Linked DNA regions of Zea mays: regions 1 and 3 are each linked to region 2. Evidence: chromatin contacts called from public Hi-C data. All regions are on one chromosome and are shown on one strand. The core of a region is the stretch at or near the end of the contact, and the rest is flanking DNA. Distances in the headings are between cores, read along the strand shown.

Region 1 (3,963 bases), core at 1,207-3,706, 140 kb after region 2:
CAAATGATATGTACAAGGTAGTAGCTATGAATGTTAGTTTGCCAGACAAACATGACTAAAAAATAAAAGGCAACAAATGACATGTTGAACATATAAGATTGTTTACTTGATTATAACAGACTCCATGAATGACAAATGTCACAAATCCATTTGTACAAACCAACTGAAAGCTTTCAAACACTTGGCTTTCAGGTAAAGTTGTAGGCTCAAGTGAAAGGATACCTGGGAAATCCAATAAGTGCAACACGACCATGCCCAAACTTTGTGACTTCAAAACCATCTCCACCTCCGCTGGAACCCTGTATGACCAAAATGAAATGTTGGATGAGATGAAGCAAATGAAAGGCATACGCTAAGGCTGCTACTTAACCTTTTTAGACTATGTTGCTACATACAAAACTAAAGAAATGAAGACAAAATACTAGCTTCACTTCATGGTCTAATTTGCAACCCAAATTACCATGGGAATAAGCAAATGAATTTCAAGATTCTGAATTGCTGATGTGGTTTCACAACCCCATTGGTACCTTTGGAGGCTCTAATAGTTGTGTCCTCAACTTTGCTAGTTTTGCCTTCAGTTGTCCAAGATGATATTCTGAATGACCGACAATGGAAAAGACGAAAAATATTATCAGATACAACATTCTGAAAAAAATAGGGGGGAAATGCAGCAACCAGAAGTTACTCATAGGTCAAGTACAGGCATTTATGACGAATTTCCTTTAAAAAACAATCGTTTGATTAAGATCCATGTCCTTGTCAGGGCAGAGAATGGCACACATGTTTGCGTATAGAGGATAGTATCTGACTGGTAGTTGCGCATATGATGGGTTGTTCATCGGGTCTGTGCATTTCGGTCACTATGAAAGAGTTTGGAAAACTTGGGCCCCCTCTAAATGCCACTTCTTCCTCTGGCTAACGGTGCTAAATAGATGCTAGACAGCAGATAGGTTGGCAAAGAGAGGACTTGATCATCCGGAGAAATGTCCACTTTGTGACCAAGAGTCTGAAACTTTGGATCACATTTTGGTTTCTTGTGTTTTTGCGAGAGAATTCTGGTTCCGGCTGATGTGCAATTTCAGACTACAAAATCTGGCTCCTACACCTAGTACGGTGTCTTTTACGGGTTGGTGGGAGATGATTGACAATGGCTCTGGAGATACGATTATGAGGGGTGTCAACTCCCTTATTGCCTTGGGAGCCTGGATTATTTGGAATCATCGGAATCGAATTGTCTTCGATGGAATCTCCCCTAGTGTTTCTGCAGCCCTTTGTCAGGCAAGGGAGGAACAACAGTTGTGGGAAATGGCAGGAGCTAAGGGTCTCTCCTTTCTTGCCGCAACCATCCGGGGCACCTAGCTGCCTGCTTTATCGCTGAAGGGCCGTAATTGTTTATCAGGAATTGTTTGTTTTTTGTTTTTTCTCTTCTTTTCTTTGGTTTTTTTATCCCCTTAGGGGAGGTCTTTTGTACTGAGGTCTATTTTGGACCTTTTTTCCTTCTACTTAATATAATGATGCGCAACTCTCCTGCGCTTTCGAGAAAAAAAATCTGACCGGTAGTTCATCAATACTTGATTTGAGTAAAAATATTTTATATTGCAAAGGGCATATTGTTCAATTCACTAGTCCAAATTATGTCTACATCTTAAAATTTGTTACGAATCCACCAGCAGATGGCCAAATGATAGTTTCTGTTCATCATCATAAACATCTATAGCACTGAACAGGAATACGATCAGATATTCTAGGTACAAAACCTGCTAAAAGGCAATTGATGATAAGGTATATGCTCTGGAAACATCGCAGCACAGTTTCATTCAAAAGGAAAATGAGATGATGAGGATGAATTGCATAGCTGTAAAACACGTGCAGTGAAGACAGCAAAACCTGTTGCTTTATTTTTCTGAGTCCGAGCCATCTCGGCCTCAATCTCCTTGATCCTCTCAAGGATACCCATCTTCTATCTTGTGCTGTATGCAGCTTGCTCCGTAGTTACACAAATCACGAGCAATACGTACTGTACCCTGACAAGCAACCAAAGATCAGAATATGGTAAGCCAAGCCTATAACTAGTCCGTGCAAGGAAACATGTTACATGTATAAACATCTACCTAAAACTGCATTCCTAACTCGCAGCACCTAGTTTCACTCACTGCAACTCGCGTCAATCCACAATACGCTTCTTAGTGTGTGTGTGGGGGGGGGGGGGGGGGGGTGAATGGAACCCCACGATTTTGGGACACGATTTTGGGATAGGCACAACGCGATTCGATCAGATCCAAATACAAATAGCCACATAGCTTAAGCTAGGGTTTTCTTGCTCGGTTTACCACGGCAGGAAGGGAAGAAAAAGGGCGGACAAACCTGGTGTGCGCTCGTCGACGGCGAAGGACACCAGGCGGAGGGTGGAGGCGCCGGTAGCCCAGTCGTCGACGCGAGTGAGCAAGCGAGAAAGAGGGAACTCTCGGCGTGAAGGGCGGCGCCGATAGACCAGTTCGGCCGATGCTGGGCGCACCCGCACTGTGCTTCTCTGGGCCGTTTTTTTCCCTGGGCCGTTCCTTTTGCAGTTTTTTTTTAAATTTTCTTTCTCTTTTTTTTGTTGAAAATAAAACAAAAATAAGTATGAAACATACATTCTCAAAAAATAGTTTGATTTTATTGTTTCATGGCAATTTAATTTTAGAACTCCTATAGACTTGGTTGTCGTGCCAACTTACTTCTTTTCATTTAAAAAAATATTAGTATATTGTCAAGTTATACTCCCTATGTCCCATTATATAGTCCGTTTTAGCTTCTTTTTGTCCATATACAAATGGATAACAATAAATCTAGACACATATATGATACACATACATCAACATTGTATGAATTTATTAACACCCTAAAATGAATACTATTTTGGGACAAGGGAATATATATGATAGCCTATTAAAACATAAGAACTTCTGTTGACATAAGGTAAAATATTTTGTCTCATGTGAACTTTAAACCATTTTTGAAATGGTAAAGTCAGAACATCCTTTTGGATATAAAAAATTAGTATGGAACACTAAAAATATAGAGGAATTATTCTCATGGGCATTGAACATTGCCCCGCTCGATAAAAGGAAAAAATTGTTTCAGCTTTGTTGGAAAGCATTGTTGAAAACGTTATCCACTTAATTGTTCTTTATGATCAAAATAAACTGAAGCCATTCCATGCCATGCCATGCTTTATGTTTTTCTTTTTTATGGCTACATTTTTCTCAGTCGCTTCCATTTGATTTATTATATATGCTAAATACAAACACAACCTAATTAAGGTGAACTAACTCGTTCTGAGTTTTCTGCATCTGGATGGAGCTGACACTATTGCTTGATGTGGTGACCTAATCACATGGCTTACTCATTAGAATATATATGACTTAGTTAAGTATTGAACATCAAGCTGGAATAGCTCAGTTGGTTAGAGCGTGTGGCTGTTAACCACAAGGTCGGAGGTTCAAGCCCTCCTTCTAGCGAGTAATTTTTTTGTCCCAAATCAATTTATCTGTGTTCATATTTTTTGTTTTTTTTTGTCTCAAATTAATTCGTTTAGGTTAACATGTTATTTTGAACATTTTTTGTCTCAGATAAATTAATTTGTGTTCATATTTTTTTATATTTTTTATGTTTGTACTTCATTTGGGTTAACATGCTCATTTTTCTTTTGTTCATTTTATTTTTGTGTTTCAAATCAATTCATTTCCGTTCACATGGTTTTTGCCTTTTGTGTGTCTCAAAACAATCCTTCTAGCGAATACTTTTTTTGTCCCAAATCAATTTATATGTGTTCATATTTTTTGTTTTTTGTCTCAAATTAATTCGTTTAGGTTAACATGTTATTTTGAACATTTTTTGTCTCAGATAAATTATTTTGTGTTCACATGTTTTTTATATTTTTATGTTTGTACTTCATTTGGGTTAACATGCTCATTTTTCTTT
Region 2 (3,904 bases), core at 899-3,398:
GATATAGAGTGCTAAATTATCAGCATGAGCGTGGAGAGAATTCAGGAGAGTGTGGTTGGGAGAGAAGCTGCCATGTCAACCGTCGAGTCATCAGGATCAGCTTTATCCCGGCAAAGGCCAGAAACCGTTACGAGTGGTCCACGAGGGTGGCTGCTGTGCGGCCTATCTTCTCCCTGTCCAATCTCTGCTTCTCCCTCCTCTCCCACCCAGAATCAGAAGCATCGCGAGTCGTCGCCGGGACACCGACGACTGGGCGAGTGCTGCCGCCGGCCTTTCTCCAGGTCTTTGCCGGACGCCCTCCTGACCTTCATGAGCTGTTCCGCGGTCGCCTCCGATGGCATTGCGCTGCACTTCCCTACCCCGTCGAGGGCAGGACCCTCCGCGGAGGAGGAGGTGTCTGCGCGTGCGGGGTGCTCGCTCTCGGTTCCCACAGGAGTACTAGGAGAGCGAGGCGCAGGCAGTCAGGCACCGAGACACGCGCCAGGGCAGAACCAAGTATGCTATGCAGATTGTATTACATGCATTACCTAATAAAGACAGGCGTGTCCAGAAGGTGTCACTTGCAGCTGAGCTACTCGATTCGAAAAAGGCAAGATACTGTCTTGAAGTAGAGATTGGCAAATCTCCTCCGCTTTCTGATGACGACGTCTGGTATGAGCTGCGGGAAAAAAAATGCTGAATACAATAGCTTTCTTGTCAAGTCATTACTTTTTGTAAAATCACCATCCATCAGAATCATTACTTTTATAGCACCTACTTTGGACCAAAGATGTGTCATCCAGTTAGCGTAACTAGCAGACAGCTTTCTGTAATAATGTATAGGCAATGTAAATTTGTCTGATTGATTATCATGGCCTTTTGTTTCTCCAAATGAATGTATAGGGTTATGTTGTTATCATACATCTTACTTTTACTCCCTCCTCACATTCAGGTTGCGATGCTGAAGTTCACAGGATTTAAGTTGCTAAACAACATTTCAGACAGTGGGAAGGCCTTCCTAATGATTCTAGTATCAGACATCCTTCTAGGGTATGTTATATGAATTGTCATTCTCTTAAATAGAAGATCCATGTACGCCTAAAGTTGAGGCCTGCATTCATTTATCCAGTGAGCTCTTGTAAGGTGTTATTGATGACATTTTATCGTCAGTACTCCTGGTTAGTTGGAGCTTGACCAAACAAATGGGAGGGGTTAGTCTATGTATTTGAGCTCTAAACACTCATAAACAGTACCAAATTTTAATGTTTGGAAAATTGTTGCCTTCTAGGTATGTCTTGGGCTTTGCATTGTTATTCCTACTTGATTTATTTTCAGTGTTTGAACATAAGTAGTGGAGAATCTATTCACTATTTTGTTGTCCAGGGAGAATATAAGAAGAAATTTAGTCTTTGAACAATAGGTTATTGCCAGGTTCATTCTTTTGGCAAGAAAAAACCAACAATGTTAATTGGAAAAGTGCAGAGTGAAATATTTTTTCTCTCGGACGACAGTGTAAAATATTACGAAACACTTCTTTTCTGGTGTATCCAAGTTTTGTTTTTCTTGGATTCTTGCTTGAGATGATGAATACATAAACTGTTCCCATCGCTCTTAAGAATGAAAATCTAACTGTCCCAACACCAAAAACCGTAAAAACTGTTGAGTCCATAATTTGGTATTCGTTTTTTTTGTGTGTGCTTAGGCTGGGAAAATAATTACAATTTGCAGTCAGTCAATGGTAATATGGTATATTGGCTTGGCATATGAAGTTTTCATCAAATCTGAAGGATCTCTTTTGCATGTCAGGTTACTGTTCCAGGATGTCCAGAGCTTCATGTATTTTAGAACTGAAACGTGTCGACATCAGAAGAGGGAGGCATAATGAGTTGCAGGGTTCAGTATGCAGGTTTTAAGCTTCATTAAGTCATATAAAGTTCCATTGTAAATTGTTTCAGTTCGAGTCTTAATCTCTCGTCAGAGTAAGTTTTTAATATAACCAAGGTAGGGTTTGTGTTGCAGTAAAAGGAATCGCCATGCCCACATCTACCTGGGCCTTTTAGCCGGGCCGAATCCCGGCAAAGGCCCACTGTAGACCCAGAAGAAACCGCTAGAGTTGTCCATGAGGTGTGAGGCCCATGAGGGTTGCTGGTGTGGCGCGTCCGTGGATTTCTCTCTAGCAGGCTATGCCTGCCTGGATCATCCCGACTCTTCGTCTCCAGCTGGCAGCTGCTGCTTCTCCGGGTGCATCTGCCCCTGCGTTCCAAGTACCGCTGGGGCCAGCTATCTTGCTACTTGCTAGGCAGCATATGGTCCGCGTTTCATGACCTTCATGAGCTGTTCCGCGGCCGTCTCCAACAGGACCCTCTGCGGGGGCCACGGCGCTGTCTGCGCGCGCGGGGTGCTCGCTCTCGGTTCCCACAGTAGTAGGAGGAGGGCGAGGCGCAGACACGCGGTGGTCTTCGCTAAGAGGAGGCGGCGGCGTCTCAGCAAATGGCAGCGGCCGTGGTGGAAGACCTTCTTTTCTGACTGGAACGAAGACGACGAGAGCCTGGCCGGGTGGAGGGAGGAGGACGAGCTCTTGGAGGAGATTGGCGCCAACCAGGAGCTGTCGGACAATGAAAAGTTCAAGGTGTGGATGAGTAAGGCCGAGGCAATCGTTGAAATGCGCGAGGCCCAGCAGGATGCGATGAACGCCGAGGAGCGATCGTGGGAGGATTGGATCAGTGGTGGCGGCACGTCAGGGACTGGAGGAGGTGGGGACTGGAATCGGGAGGACAGCTTGTTGGACCAGATAACTGATGATCCTGCAGAGATTGTGAGGGACAAGAGCATTATTCAGATTTTCAGAGATTCCATCAATGAGGATTACGAGGACATGCTGTTCGAAGATCGAGTGTTTATGTATGCCTCGACAAACTCGGTGCGTTCTTTTTTTGCTACCTTGTTTGTGTCACCAACTAGCATAATGTGCTACTGCCCAGTGATAATATAATCATGACATGCCGCCAGTTACTACTGCTCATGGTCGCCACCATACTAAAGTAGTTCTTCTACATGCATACACCTTTTTTGAGGGGCTCATTTTGACCATTAACCTTCTTTGAGGATGTATTTGGATGAAATAAAAAATAAATTTTGTATATTTATTAAGCATGCATCTGTCAGGGCCTAAGAAGAACCACGGAGGGGCTGCTGCAGCAACAACTATGGGCCCTCCAAGAAGGATTAGATAAGGATAGTTAGAGATAAGATTAAAAAATTAGTTGAGATTATTTAGGAGATTAGTTGAGATTATCTAAGAAGGTTATCAGTTAGTAGTTTGTTGAGAATTTTTAGGAGAGTTTTAAGGAGATAAGGATCTCTAGCTAGATAGGGACAGTCAGCCGGCCTATTTATGTAATCAATGGATGAGAAATAAAGCAGACAAGAATTAGAAGAGAAAAACTCTCATCTTGCTCAGCCGTGGGCAGAGGCCCCTGGCCGACGTTCTAGTCCATCGATATCCCTCTCCAATCCCTCACCGATCTAGCGACCATAACATCTGGTATCAGATAGCTTGGGTTTCGATCTGATCCCATGGCTTCTGCTGCCAATTTCGCGGCGGTGTCCTGACAACCGGTGTTCCCATCTCCATGGACTGCGCCGCATGTCACCTTCGTCACGCCGTCCTGGCAACCGGTGTCCCCATCTCCATGGGCTGCGTCGCATGCCACTTTCGTCACGCCATCCTGGCAACCGGCGTCCCCATCTCCATGGGTAGCATCGCCTGCTAATTTTGTCAACACATCCTGGACGCCGGCGTGTCCATCTCCAGGGACAATGCCAAATTTCGTCACATCATCTTCGTTGACGGCGTCTCCGTCCCCATGGACGACGCCACTAGGGGCAGCCATGGCTCAACGATCACCAGCTCCATCGATGAGGG
Region 3 (3,930 bases), core at 564-3,063, 150 kb before region 2:
ATATCGTGGCCCACTGTTCACGTAAATCATACAGGTTTTGTATCCAAGCATTGTCCTGTAAGCTGTAAGTAGCTATCAACTCTTGCCATCTCAAGTTGAAGTGTTCCACTGACTTTTCTTCATACACACAATTTTTGAAATCCTTCAAAAATTCTTGATTATTGGCAATCACATGGCTTAGATGCTTACCGGCATTTTGGTATATATGCCATATGCAGAGACGATGACACGAGCTTGGGAATACCATCATAATTGCCTTCGCTATTGCAGCACATTGATCTGTAAAAATTGTTTTAGGTTTTTTCCCAGACATTGCTTTCAAAAAGGCTTTAAACAGCCAAGCAAATGATTCCGAACTTTCATTGAACAATAGTGCAGCTCCAAAAACAATAGTTTGTCTGTGATGATTTGTTCCAATAATAGGGGCAAATGGCATTTCAGACTTATTTGTTTGAAACGTGGTGTCAAAACAAATGACATCACCGAAGCAAGCATAATCTGCAATGGCCTGGCCATCTGTCCAAAAGAAATTACAAATTTGACCGCCATTATCTGGATCTAGCTCCACAGAATAAAAGAAAGACGGGTCTTCTGCTTGTTTGTTTTCTAAGTATTCCAACAAAGTTTTTGCATCTTGTGTTTCCAAATACTTTTTACGCTCACGACTAATAAAGTTGTTGCAATCCATCTGCAAGAACTGCACATTTTCAGCTCCACCAGACCACACCTGAAAAAATTCAAATATTTCTGTTGACTTAACCCCTGCTTCTCTCATTTTGCTAATGATATGTTCATCAGCCGGTAGCAAACGTCGCTGTGATCTAAGCATATGAGTCTTGTCAGGACTTGTGAAAGGGTGAGTATGTGCCAATTCAACTTTTTGCATCTTCCAAATACCTTCACGGGAAATATAAAACTGAACACGAGCCTTGCATTCTGACCTTGTTGAAGCACGTTCTTTCTTAGGCGGTTGTGTCGGATTACTATTCTTGTGACCTTCGTTACTGCAAACCATGTACTTGGAAGCTAAAGTACCATCAGCTCTGTACTTAACATGACACTTTCTGATACTAAATCCAATCTTTCTTGCATATGAGTTATAGAAATTGTATGCAGCATCTTCAGATTCAAAGGTTAAGCCAACCTGTGGTACTTGTTCTAAGGATAAATTTTGATGATTGCCCTACAATGAATATTAACACGAAATTAAGTAGTTTGTCAGGTCTAAAGAGCAATTCTAAAGCAGCAAAGACCAAACTAAATATATCTTCCTTTTACTAATCTTATTACTCTGTTGTACAACATAGAAAAACATCACTGACCTCCATCTCTAAAGTACCATCAGCTCTGTCGCCGGAGTGATTAGACTGCCGATGTCAATCCGTCCCCGTGAGTGCAACCAGTTGCTGCCGTCGGGATGATTTGCCGTCTAGATGATCAGCCTTTCCGGCTTACAGGCGGCGCTAGGCAAGACAAGGCTTTGCTCGTTACCTAGATGGCGTCGGTTGGAATTCCTGCTTGTGTTTTACCGATAGGATATGGCCCAAGGCCCATAAAATGTTGTGGTGAGTTCTGGCTTTGAGATTCGGAGTTCTACGTGGCGCAAAGACAGATCAGGTCTTACAGATTAACAAAGGACCTGGGTCTCACGTAATTCGTTTCCCACCACACGACGATAAGCAAAATGGCAGCCACCTAATCTGGTAATAAAGAAGAATCAGCCCCCCACCAGTTGGAACCTGTCTGTATGCGGCACTGCGGCGCCCGTGGGGCCCACCACGGCGCCGCCGGCAGCGTCACCAACCCCCACCTCCGCCCTCCCACCGGCACTCCCCTCGCCTGCTCCACGACGCTTATGCGCTCGCGTCCCGCTCTCGCCGCCCACCTCCGGCGCCTGCTCCTCCTCTCTCCCTCCGCCCACCTCATCATCATCCGCCGCGCCATGGCCTCCGCCGCCGCCGCGCAGGCGCAGCCAGGTGAGCGGCGCACGCCCGGGACCCAGCCTGCCTGCTTGATTCCTTGCTTACATCACGCTGCACAATGGCTGCGGACGTTTGGTGAGCTGATGAACTGACCACGGCGGTGGATTGGGTGCGTGTGTTTGGTTGTTGTTGGGCTTCCTTCAGGTGGCGCCCCACCGGCGACCGCGGAGTACGAGGAGGTGCTGGGGCGGCTCTCCTCGCTCATCACGCAGAAGGTGCGCGCGAACAGCGCCAACCGCGGCAACCAGTGGGACCTCATGGAGCACTACGTCAAGGTTCGTGGCTCCGTGCGTTGAGATTCTATAAGATCTCCTCCTGCGAAAGCTGTTCCGAATTGTAATAGGGTGGTTGTTTGATAAATTGGATCTGTTTGGTGCGAATGGTGGTTAGATTCTGGAGCTGGAGGAGTCGATCGCGCGGATGAAAGTGATTCACGTCGCGGGGACCAAGGGGAAGGTAAAGGAACTAGCGGCATCCTCTAGTCAATCCTGCTGTCTCACTTTTAGTTTGATCAGAAAGTTCAGGAATTCAGATTCAATATTTGTAGGGTAAAACAGCTAGGCAATCACGGCTCAGATGGAATGCAAATGTAAACAACGCGAAGCATTAAGCTTTACTAAAGTCGCACTTTAATGCTACTCGTGTTTGATACCAGGATGCAGTGCAACCATTTCCATATATGTATTGGCTAGCATTGAACTGCGTCTTTGTACAGTAGTAATATGAAATGAGAAATGCTGAATTCTTTTAGGGCCCTGATTTGGCATCAATTGAAAAGGCATTGACTGTATCTATCTACAGGGTTCCACATGCACATTCACCGAGTCAATCCTGCGATCGTGTGGCTTCCATACTGGGCTGTTCACCTCACCACATTTGATGGATGTTAGAGAGCGATTTCAGCTAGATGGGTAATTCTTTTTCCTACTGTTCTTTCATCTTATACACCTGCATCTGGCTGTGGTGTTGACAACAGTGGATCCTATGAACTTCCAAATGATTTTTTGTATGTAAACATCCTGTGTCATCTTTCTTGTGCTGTCCCTGTAATTAGGTGCTATGAAATTTATGATCGCACTGACCTAGCTCCTTTCTGAGGGCATCAGGGTTAATATTTCTGAAGAGAAATTTTTGAAGTACTTCTGGTGGTGCTGGAACAAGTTGAAGGTAAGTGTCTTGATTTGTTGTTCCATATAAAGTCACTCTGCGCTCGACGTTTACTACCTAGAAGTGGCAAAGCTCAAACTACTGAATTGATTCCATCAGGAACTTTTTTGCATTTGTCATATAATCTGTCTGATCTCATCATGCTGCTTTTATTCTATATAAACTGGTGGATGATGAGATAAATGGGCTTACTTCCAGGAGAAGACTGATGATGATATTCCCATGCCAGCCTATTTCAGGTTCCTCGCGTTGCTCGCATTCAAGATATTTTCTGCTGAGCAGGTATAGAAAATACAAGCATTTACTACTCTTTCTGCCTTCTTTGCAAGATATTCAAGATGCTAAAGCCATTTTAGTTGCAAGTTGTTGTGCAAATATGTGGTTTTAAGGTAGACACATTGATGCATCTATCACATATATGCTCTTCTGACACTAGGAATTTACTCATTCTTTATACCTTCTGAGCTTCGCTGGCATCTGCCCAATCATTTCCCTGTCTTTTTTCCGACTCTAACAGGTAGATGTTGCTGTTCTTGAGGTTGGCCTAGGAGGGAAGTTTGATGCAACTAATGTGGTATGTGATGTTCTATTTCAGTAATGCATAACTAAAGTTTGTGTATACAGCTCATCTTGAGTAGTCAAAACCCAGAGTAAACTTGAACTATACCATTTTGGTCCTGAAAAGATTTTCTTAGAATTGGTAAGGGCAGGCCTGATGTAGTGGTGCGAGCTGTCTCATTGAGTCTCCAGGTCACGGGTTTGAAGCAGCTTCTCCACACTT

Evidence for each region. Hi-C and Micro-C count contacts between places; a contact is called where the count stands out from the background.
Region 1: a contact with region 2 is called in a Hi-C map of leaf, with 3 times the contacts expected there. The contact joins the promoter of LOC100283551 here to the promoter of LOC100216851 in region 2. A contact is called at or near these places in 4 of 25 Hi-C or Micro-C datasets (ear, leaf and tassel).
Region 3: a Hi-C map of leaf shows a contact between it and region 2, with 3 times the contacts expected there. The contact joins the promoter of LOC100194131 here to the promoter of LOC100216851 in region 2. A contact is called at or near these places in 4 of 25 Hi-C or Micro-C datasets (ear, leaf and tassel).

Annotation. Positions count from the first base shown.
Region 1 is chr9:161,144,398-161,148,360 of Zm-B73-REFERENCE-NAM-5.0, forward strand. It overlaps LOC100283551 (developmentally-regulated GTP-binding protein 2), which reads right to left and starts at 2,457. Exons shown (of 12, transcript NM_001156451.1): 1 at 2,365-2,457; 2 at 1,888-2,017; 3 at 528-595; 4 at 223-299. The coding sequence starts at 1,957. TRNAN-GUU (transfer RNA asparagine (anticodon GUU)) reads left to right here and starts at 3,427; the gene lies at 3,427-3,500.
Region 2 is chr9:161,001,912-161,005,815 of Zm-B73-REFERENCE-NAM-5.0, forward strand. LOC100216851 reads left to right here and starts at 2,149. Exons shown (of 7, transcript NM_001366944.1): 1 at 2,149-2,899. The coding sequence starts at 2,300.
Region 3 is chr9:160,848,861-160,852,790 of Zm-B73-REFERENCE-NAM-5.0, forward strand. LOC100194131 reads left to right here and starts at 1,814. Exons shown (of 16, transcript NM_001350861.1): 1 at 1,814-1,976; 2 at 2,127-2,257; 3 at 2,373-2,438; 4 at 2,784-2,893; 5 at 3,089-3,149; 6 at 3,348-3,431; 7 at 3,667-3,723. The coding sequence starts at 1,856.